3 separate regions of the Zea mays genome follow, and regions 2 and 3 are each linked to region 1. A link is a contact called in public Hi-C data. All regions are on one chromosome and are shown on one strand. Each heading gives the region's core, a stretch centred on a gene start, on an enhancer-like site or on the middle of the called end of the contact. The rest is flanking DNA. Distances are from core to core; before and after follow the strand shown.

Region 1 (2,700 bases), core at 153-2,652:
ATGTGGGACTCACTAAGCAAAGCCAAAGATAAGTGTTTAAACAACTATCGATCTACCTATGTGATATATAGAAACCATAGCAACGCACAAACATCAATGTAATCGTTGTACACTAACATTTATCGAATAATTTATTTGTCGTCGCAACGCACGGGCACATACCTAGTCTATATCTATACTATACTTAAAGCATCAGTTTCAACGGTCGTCCCGCGTCATCCTTTTACAAATAACACCTCACAGTTATTTCAAATTAATCTGTTGCACACCTATAGATGGTCAAACGGCGGCCCGGCACGGGCCAGACGCCCGCGGGCCACAACTCTGGCCCAGGCACGTTATGTCGGCCTGCTGACTATGTCGGGCCAGCCCGTTAGCCCGTCGACCTATTTGATTAAATAGGCGTAAAATGTTAAAAAACGGTGTAGGATGTGGAGTTTGAACCCATGCTCTGATAGAAGAAGGACATGAGACACTGTGTGAAGCTGTCTAACCAGTAGAACATCATGCTCAGATGTTTTTAATATTGAATATAAATTTTATATATGTATATACGTTTTTTTTGTAAAATAAAAATATATAACCGTATCGGGTGGGCTAGCACTACGGGTAGAGGCTACAACCAAAGCACGACATGACGTTCTTAGCTCTTGCAAGCATTAGGTCGTTTCTGAGACCACATTGACGCAATAGACTCTATGGTGTTTGAGGTTGCTGAATTGGATGAAGCAACAATGATTTGTCACACTAACAGTAAAATAAAATGTTATTTGTTGGTTTTAAACGTTAGTAATTGTTACAAAGTAGCATAATTTATATGGAGCGCATCCTGTTTTATTGATGTCTGACTTTAGCAAGCACTCTATATTTTGATCTATCTTTTTTTATAAGTTTAAGTTCACGTGATTTATTTTAGAAACTTGAGCTCACAAACTTTCTCTTATTTGGTCTCTGTATGGTGAAATTATGTCATTTTATAATCTCTGTTCGTTCAGTCAGTCATTGTGAACTCTCTTCTAATCGCTCACTTTATTGGTCGTGTTGTACTAAGACATATTACATGGAATAAACAATAACATCAATTAGCCAAATAAAAAATATTATACGAAGAGCAGAGATAATCAATAAAAAATCTTGTTTTTTTATGAATAGTTTATGTAGGTATTGTTGTAATCCGTCTCAACGTACGGGCAACCGACTAGTATAATTTATAATACAGATGTTTCATTGCACACTGTCTATATACCGGCAGCGCCAGGTATCCGAGACCGGAAACAGACAGCCACCCACCGGCCAACGCCCGACTCCCGAGCCCGCAAAAGTTGGCCCACACAGGCGGCAAAGCGCACAGGGAAAGGCGACCATCAACGGCCCGCAAAAGACACCCGTAGTAAAGGGGACGCGCAACGGCGGAAACGAAGGAACGCGAATCCTCTGCTTCACGAAGCGCGACTGCGCCAGCACCACTCCCCCTCCGTCAAAAATCCCAAACCCTAGACGAAGCAGACCCCCCCCCCCCCCCCCTAGTGAGGCCGCGATGATGCAGATGCTAGGCCTCCGCGGCTCCGCGTCCAAGGACCGTGGCCGCGGGGGCGACGCGTCCCCGTCCTCTGCTGTGGCAGGGGCCACGGGAACCCCGCGCTCGCCGTGGACTCCGGCGTCGGCATCGTCGCCGCGCTCGCCGTTCGCGGCGGAGGCGGGCGGCGAGGGAGGGGGCGGCCGGCCGCTGCGGCTGGTATACTGTGACGAGCGCGGTCGGTTTCGGATGGACCCAGAGGCCGTGGCCGCGCTGCAGCTCGTCAAGGGACCTGTCGGGGTCGTCTCTGTCTGCGGCCGCGCGCGCCAGGGGAAGAGCTTCATCCTTAACCAGGTTGGCCTTCCCTCTCTCTCCGCTGTCGAAAGCACGAAGGAAACATGAAATTTTGTGGGTTTTGCAAATTACAGACCATCAGAAAAAAACTGTAAAGTGATGGTTAGTGGAAACCAAAAAATTGCTCATAGCATTTCTGCCCTGCTTTATATGCTGTCCTGGTCTTATTTTTGAACGTCCTTTTTAATTAATCAGTTTTGGTCAAAGTCCTGGACTCACAACTGATGATGGTTGTAGACAACCCTACGGTTTTGATTAAAAAACCTCCCAAGATGATTACTAGTTCACTTTCTAGGATTGCTATTGAAAGAAAACCAATGCTTATCACTATATTTCTGTGATAAATAATTTCTCCCATTGATATTTGGTATGAAACTTGCCACATTGTCTGCTCAAATGAACATGGACCATTTGTTCATGTCCAGATATGGAGCTGTAAGGATAGGGACTTTGACAGAAATGGGAGAAATAATAACATGATGACTCTGTTCAATTTTTATTTAAGTTGATAAGTTCTAGTTAAAGGATGCTCTTTTATATACGGTGGCATGATTTTATATAGATGTACATGGTTGCAAAATGGATAGCTGAGCTGTATCATCTGGGTTTTTGGCAGAATAATCTGTTACGAAACAACAATAGTTTGATGTTTTAAACTTGCTTTTTTATGTACTTATCATCTGGATAATGTTTAATAAAATAAAATTATCCCACCATTAGGATTTGTCAATTTTTCGAAAAGCAGAAAAGCCCTGTGAAAGAGGAATTTGGCTTATTTCTAGGCTTGTGATAGCTTCTAGGTAGAAGTAGCGGGTTTCAAGTGGCAAGTA
Region 2 (2,700 bases), core at 48-2,547, 520 kb before region 1:
CGCCTATATCTTTACCATTTCAATCACACTGTACATAATTTGCATATTAATCTAAACTCTACTAAACGATGCGATTACTTCACATGTATACATACCACATAACATTACATGAGACAGTGTGTTTTAGCAAACACATTATGCATAATTTGCGTCACAACAAAAACTTAATCATCAAACAACATGTCTGCTATCCCCAGGCAAACACGACCAAACCACAAACCCTGGCCACAGAACATCATATATATACCACAAAGAAACTGGACACCACCACACAGCGCATCGACGAGAATCAATGAGACCAATACATCTAGCCAATTCACTCATCAAATCAGCTTACTACATCACAGTTCGATTTGGTATTAGCAAGAACGACGACGACCGTCGATTCACCCAAATCACAGAACACCTGATGGCTGATGCGCTGGAGCTTTCCTTTCCCCATAATCCTAGGATTATTCTCCTCATCACGCACAAATACACATATACACATAATCAACACACGGAAATCTCGTCGGGTGACAAAACGACGGAGCTAGAACAGAATCTCACTGATACGAACACAAGATGCGGACAGCGAGCAAAGGCTGACGGGATCGCGAACACAACCTGTAGTGACGCCTAGTAACAGCATCACCCACGGCACGAAGGCATGGATTGATGGTGGGGTGTCTTTAACCATGGTTGGTCAGCGAGGTCGACATAGGGCTGAGGCAGAGCTGCTGAAATTGGAAGACAACAACGGGGTCAATGCCGAGGTGAGCGCAGGATCTGGTGGCCTGGAGAGCAGCGGTCGTCGGTGTACGTGCTGGTGGAGCCGAGCTGACAGCTGGGAGACACGCCCTACGCACGCGCAGGGGAACGACGGAAGGGACTCGCCATGGCCGATCTGGCAGAGGGAGCTAAGGCGAGCTGGAGTCTAGAGCGAGCTCCATGGATGGGCGAGGTCGGAGGTTCGGGCAAGTAGACAGGGGCGCGAACTGGAGCAGATAGAGCTTCACGGCGAGCAGAGGCGCGCCATGAAGAGCACCCCGGCGAGGCTTGGTGGAGGAGCACCGGGCGCGGCTGGCGGGGTGAGCTCCAGGAGAGGGCGCCGGCGTGCAGAGGGGTAGGGCGACGACAACCGACAGCTACCGGGCTAGGGCGAGCCCACGATGTTGCCACGGATCGGAGGCAGAGGAGGCAGCCATAGGCGACGGCGAGCAGAGGACTTGGAGCGGTGGCCATCGGCAGGTTCTGGGGAGTAGCGAGGATGAGCAGAGGCGTGACCTCAATGGAAGGGGAGGGTCGATGGCCATGGAGGCAGAGGAGGGGAGCACGCGATGGGATAATGGCTCTAGGCTCTGGCCGTACGCGGTGGGGAACAAGCTAGAAGCCATCCGAAGAGAAATTTTCCCCCTTTTCTTTTATTTTTTAGACAAACAAATCATAAATATATTCGGATTTTTAATTAGATTTAAGTGAGGATTAAACATATCGGACCAAAACTTACTAACAACAATATTTTAGACAAGATTTGAGTTGGTGAATATTCCAGAGTCAGACAAATTTTTATTCATTATTTATATTTGAAAATTTAAATCGAGACGAGAAACACATAGACTGAACCAAACAAGATCAGCTTCGATATTGCAGACTGTGCTTAATTTGATTCGATTCGAAACCCAATAATCTTATCCGCAGTTTCAACACCCGATTCCACGGCCATAGGTAATTTACGTGGAGAATCGAATCTCAATTATAATTCCTTGGACGCGACTTCTCAGTTGACAAGTGGAGACTGAATTATTTTTCATTAAAAATTTTAGTCGTCGAGTTCTATTTAATTTGTTTGGGATGAACTCAGAGGGCTGAACTGAATTTTCAAATTCGTCTTTGTGCGATCGATGAATTTTAAATAATCACCAAACTCACCAATTTTCGAAACAATTATGTTCCGAACATCATGAAAATTTAGGAAAAGCCCGGATAGATAAAAATGATGTCGAACTCACGACAGATAAAACAGATTAAGATAGAGACGATTATTATCCCATGTTTAAATTCATACTCGTTGTTAAATGTATAGTAACACCTAGGGTGTTACAGCCCTCCCCCTTAAGAGAATCTCGTCCCGAGATTTGGAGCGAAAGACTTTTAGGAGTAGATAAGCATGTAACTCCTGTCCATATCAGCGATAGCATAAGGTAGTTCCAAGCGGAGACGAGTATCTCATGATGTTGTTTCTCTAGTGGATATAATGTGTATCACTTTAGGCCAATTAGGGATGTCAATAGAGACGTTGTCTGCCAGAAGAACACATAAGGTTCCATGTATGCAGTTTGCTTTCTCAAACAACTTGAGCCTGTTGGGCGAGTAATAGGTATGGGAGCTGACTTTACACAAGCAAAATTAGATGCACCTTCTTGGGTAAAACACACAAAATGAGATTTGTCGATAAGTCGGCATTGGGAGTCCATAACACAGGAGACGGGTGTGGATATCGAACAACATCACGGTCACTCATGGTTAGCCAGGGAATCCAAGTTTTAGGAAGATGATAGAAGTCTGATAAAACATCAATGAAGGGATCCATAGATGTTGACTTCACGATGACCCAACCTCATTTAGCACTAGTGCGACTCCGCCTAATCACACATGTTGGATAATTCTAATACCCAAAATTGTAAAACATAAGAAGAGATAATGTCCTTATGTGTATTG
Region 3 (2,700 bases), core at 193-2,692, 630 kb before region 1:
TATTTAGAACTTATTCAAAGTATAGAACTAGTGCTAGTTCATCTATTCCAAGTTTTAGCCTCTTTTGGCGAGAGTTGAGCTATTTTAGACTTAGAATCTGAATTGTTGATCTTATGAACCTATAAATTAAAGACTTGTTAAACTAGTTTGTTAGTGTGGTTGTGATGGTAAAAGCGAGAGGATTCAAGTTTGATCTTGGCATCACTTGATAGGGTTGAAAGAGCTCGGTCCCTTGGAACGCCTCAACGGAGATGTAGGTTTCATTTTGAAAACCGAACTTCGGTAAATAAATCACCCTGTCTTTTGTGTTTGATTGTTTGTGATTTGTTTTCTCTCTTCCTCTCTAAATTCTCTTGCTTTAATCTTCATTCTAATCACTTGTGTTGCTCCCAAGTTATTTCCGCAATTATAAAGAGCAACACGTGGCAAGAAGAACTTATCTCCTTACTCTGATTAAATTTACTTTTTGTTCTAACGTCTAATTGGGAATCAAAATTTTGTTATTAAGCCATATAATTTAGGTTTCGCCTATTTACCCCCTCTAAGCGACTTTCACGATCTCACTTCCACCTAGGTTCCACATACTAGAAGAAAAATCCTTGGGCTTCTTCTTTCCCACAACACAAGGCGCTTGGGACCTAGGGGCACAATTGCCATGGGGGCTCACTAGGGCCGACAATGGGCACAACTGGCTAGCACGACCTCCACAAAAGCACACCTAGGCTGGCACGACCACACGAGTGAGGAAGGGGTGCTGCACATAGGGCAACATAACTTGGGATCTGATTAGATCACAGTGCTAAAGTTTAGCACTACACTTTTTATAAATTTTAACATTTGTAGATCCAAACATGAGTGCTAAAAGGTGTGAAAAGATGTTAAAAGTGAAGCGTTAAAGTTTAGTATCCGTTAGCACTTTAGCTCTTGAAAGGATACTAAAGTTTAGCACGTGTATCCAAACAGACCCTTGGTCAGAGGAGCGTTCCTCCAGGTGGGAGCAGCCGACCAACTCAACCTTGGCGTGGCCCACATGATCACCCTTGTGTTGACGTGGCCACACGCACATGGAAGTGCGTACACAACACAATCCAACGTCGTCGACATGGACGAAGGGACATGAGTCGGTTGGGCATGGGCCACAACACACGCACATGGGGAAGGGGCGAGGGGGGCGTGACTGGTGGTGGGCGCTCAATTGCACGAAGGAAGAAGAAAAAAATAAAATGAACCAACACGCGTGTAAGGTGATAATAAACTCTAAATTTTATACTATAAAATTTAAGGATCAAATCAAGTTAGGATCTAACTTTATTTTTATTTATTTTTAAATTAAAATTAATTTAAAGCTTTAAGAAATTATGAAGAAATATTTGGATCAATCCATTATGGTTACTGATTTTTTTTATCTTATTTGAAAAGAAAAATTCCACACCATTATCCTTATCCCAAACCCCATACCACTCAGCTCCACTGCCACCATGGTGCCGCTCCACTGCTCAGCTAGCGTCCACCTCCACTTCCTATCGCCATCTCTCCCCCTTTCGTCATCCTTCTCTCTCCTCTGCCATCGCGTCCGCCGCCCCACCGCCATCCGCGCCGAAGCTGAAGTGCGGCCTCCGCTACCTGTCTCCGCGGCGGAGTCAGAGCCCCCTGACGCCGGCGCTGTGGAAGCCGAAGGTCAGGGACCCGTGGAGCTCCGCGCTCCGACGCTCTTCTCGACTGATGACAATCCCACCCCGCTCCAGACTGCCACCAGTCTCCTCCTCACCGGCGCCATCTCGGTCTTCCTCTTCCGCGCCCTCCGCCGCCGCGCCCGCCGCGCCAAGGAGCTCGTAATATATCTCCACCGATTTCATCCTCTATCTACATCACACCGCATATGCTTTTCAACAGAAGTGTGATGAGTTTCTTGGCGTGGTTAATTGATTGCGACAGAGAGTGCGGTCGAGCGGGTTGAAGAAGCCCAACAATCTCACCGAGGAGGCCCTGGAGAGGCTGAGATTGATGAGCGCCTCACCGATCGAGACCGAGAAGGCAACTTCGCCCATCCAGGCTCTGCTCGGCGGGATTGCGGCGGGGGTCATCGCACTCATCCTCTACAAGTTCAGCACCACAGTCGAGGCTGCGCTCAACCGTCAGACCATCTCCGACAGCTTCTCGGTCAGCTCTTCACAGTCTTGTTCTTGTCGTTTCTTAGTTTACTAAACACTGACATTGTCATTATAATCGGGGATTTCGATAACGAAATGGCCTATGTACTTGCGATTGTTTGTTTCTAGAAATTGGCAATTAAGTAGGACGGTCGTACTTGCTACTCTTGAGTGAAAAGACAATTCAACTAGCATTTCGTGAGCTATGATGGGCATGATTGGTTGCCTGTGAGACTTGGCCTGGCTCATATAGTGCCACAGATGACAGAACAGGCTGAGGACGATTGATGCATATATTGAGCCTGATTGAGAAGAAATATAACACATGAGACAAAAGTGGATAAACATGTGTTATTGAGATATTTAGGCCCTGTTTGTTTACTTTCTAGATTATATAATCCAGCTTACATATGTTAACAGACAAACAAACAACACAAATTATTAGGTGGATTATATAATCTAGATACCTAGATTATGGTAGTCCATAAGCAAGTCATTAGGTGCTTATATAATCTATAAGCTAGATTATATAATCTTGGAAGGAAACAAA

The links. A called contact is a pair of places that touch in the nucleus more often than the background predicts.
Region 2: a Hi-C map of ear shows a contact between it and region 1, with 2.2 times the contacts expected there. The contact joins the enhancer-like site here to the promoter of LOC100193950 in region 1. A contact is called at or near these places in 2 of 25 Hi-C or Micro-C datasets (ear and endosperm).
Region 3: a contact with region 1 is called in a Hi-C map of ear, with 2.9 times the contacts expected there. The contact joins the promoter of LOC100276178 here to the promoter of LOC100193950 in region 1. A contact is called at or near these places in 6 of 25 Hi-C or Micro-C datasets (ear, endosperm, leaf and 1 more).

Annotation. Positions count from the first base shown.
Region 1 is chr5:110,100,995-110,103,694 of Zm-B73-REFERENCE-NAM-5.0, forward strand. It overlaps LOC100193950 (Guanylate-binding family protein), which reads left to right and starts at 1,403. Exons shown (of 13, transcript NM_001359357.2): 1 at 1,403-1,870; 2 at 2,664-2,700. The coding sequence starts at 1,538.
Region 2 is chr5:109,576,279-109,578,978 of Zm-B73-REFERENCE-NAM-5.0, forward strand. No RefSeq gene overlaps it. Among protein-coding and RNA genes, the nearest start is that of LOC100276178, 100 kb to the left of the region's middle. Within about 2 kb of position 1,298, at least 11 of the 20 cell types and tissues checked have an H3K27ac peak or open chromatin away from gene starts, as enhancers often do. A contact at or near this core is called in ear and endosperm, where this site is marked.
Region 3 is chr5:109,475,055-109,477,754 of Zm-B73-REFERENCE-NAM-5.0, forward strand. LOC100276178 reads left to right here and starts at 1,443. Exons shown (of 4, transcript NM_001150027.2): 1 at 1,443-1,832; 2 at 1,936-2,160. The coding sequence starts at 1,479.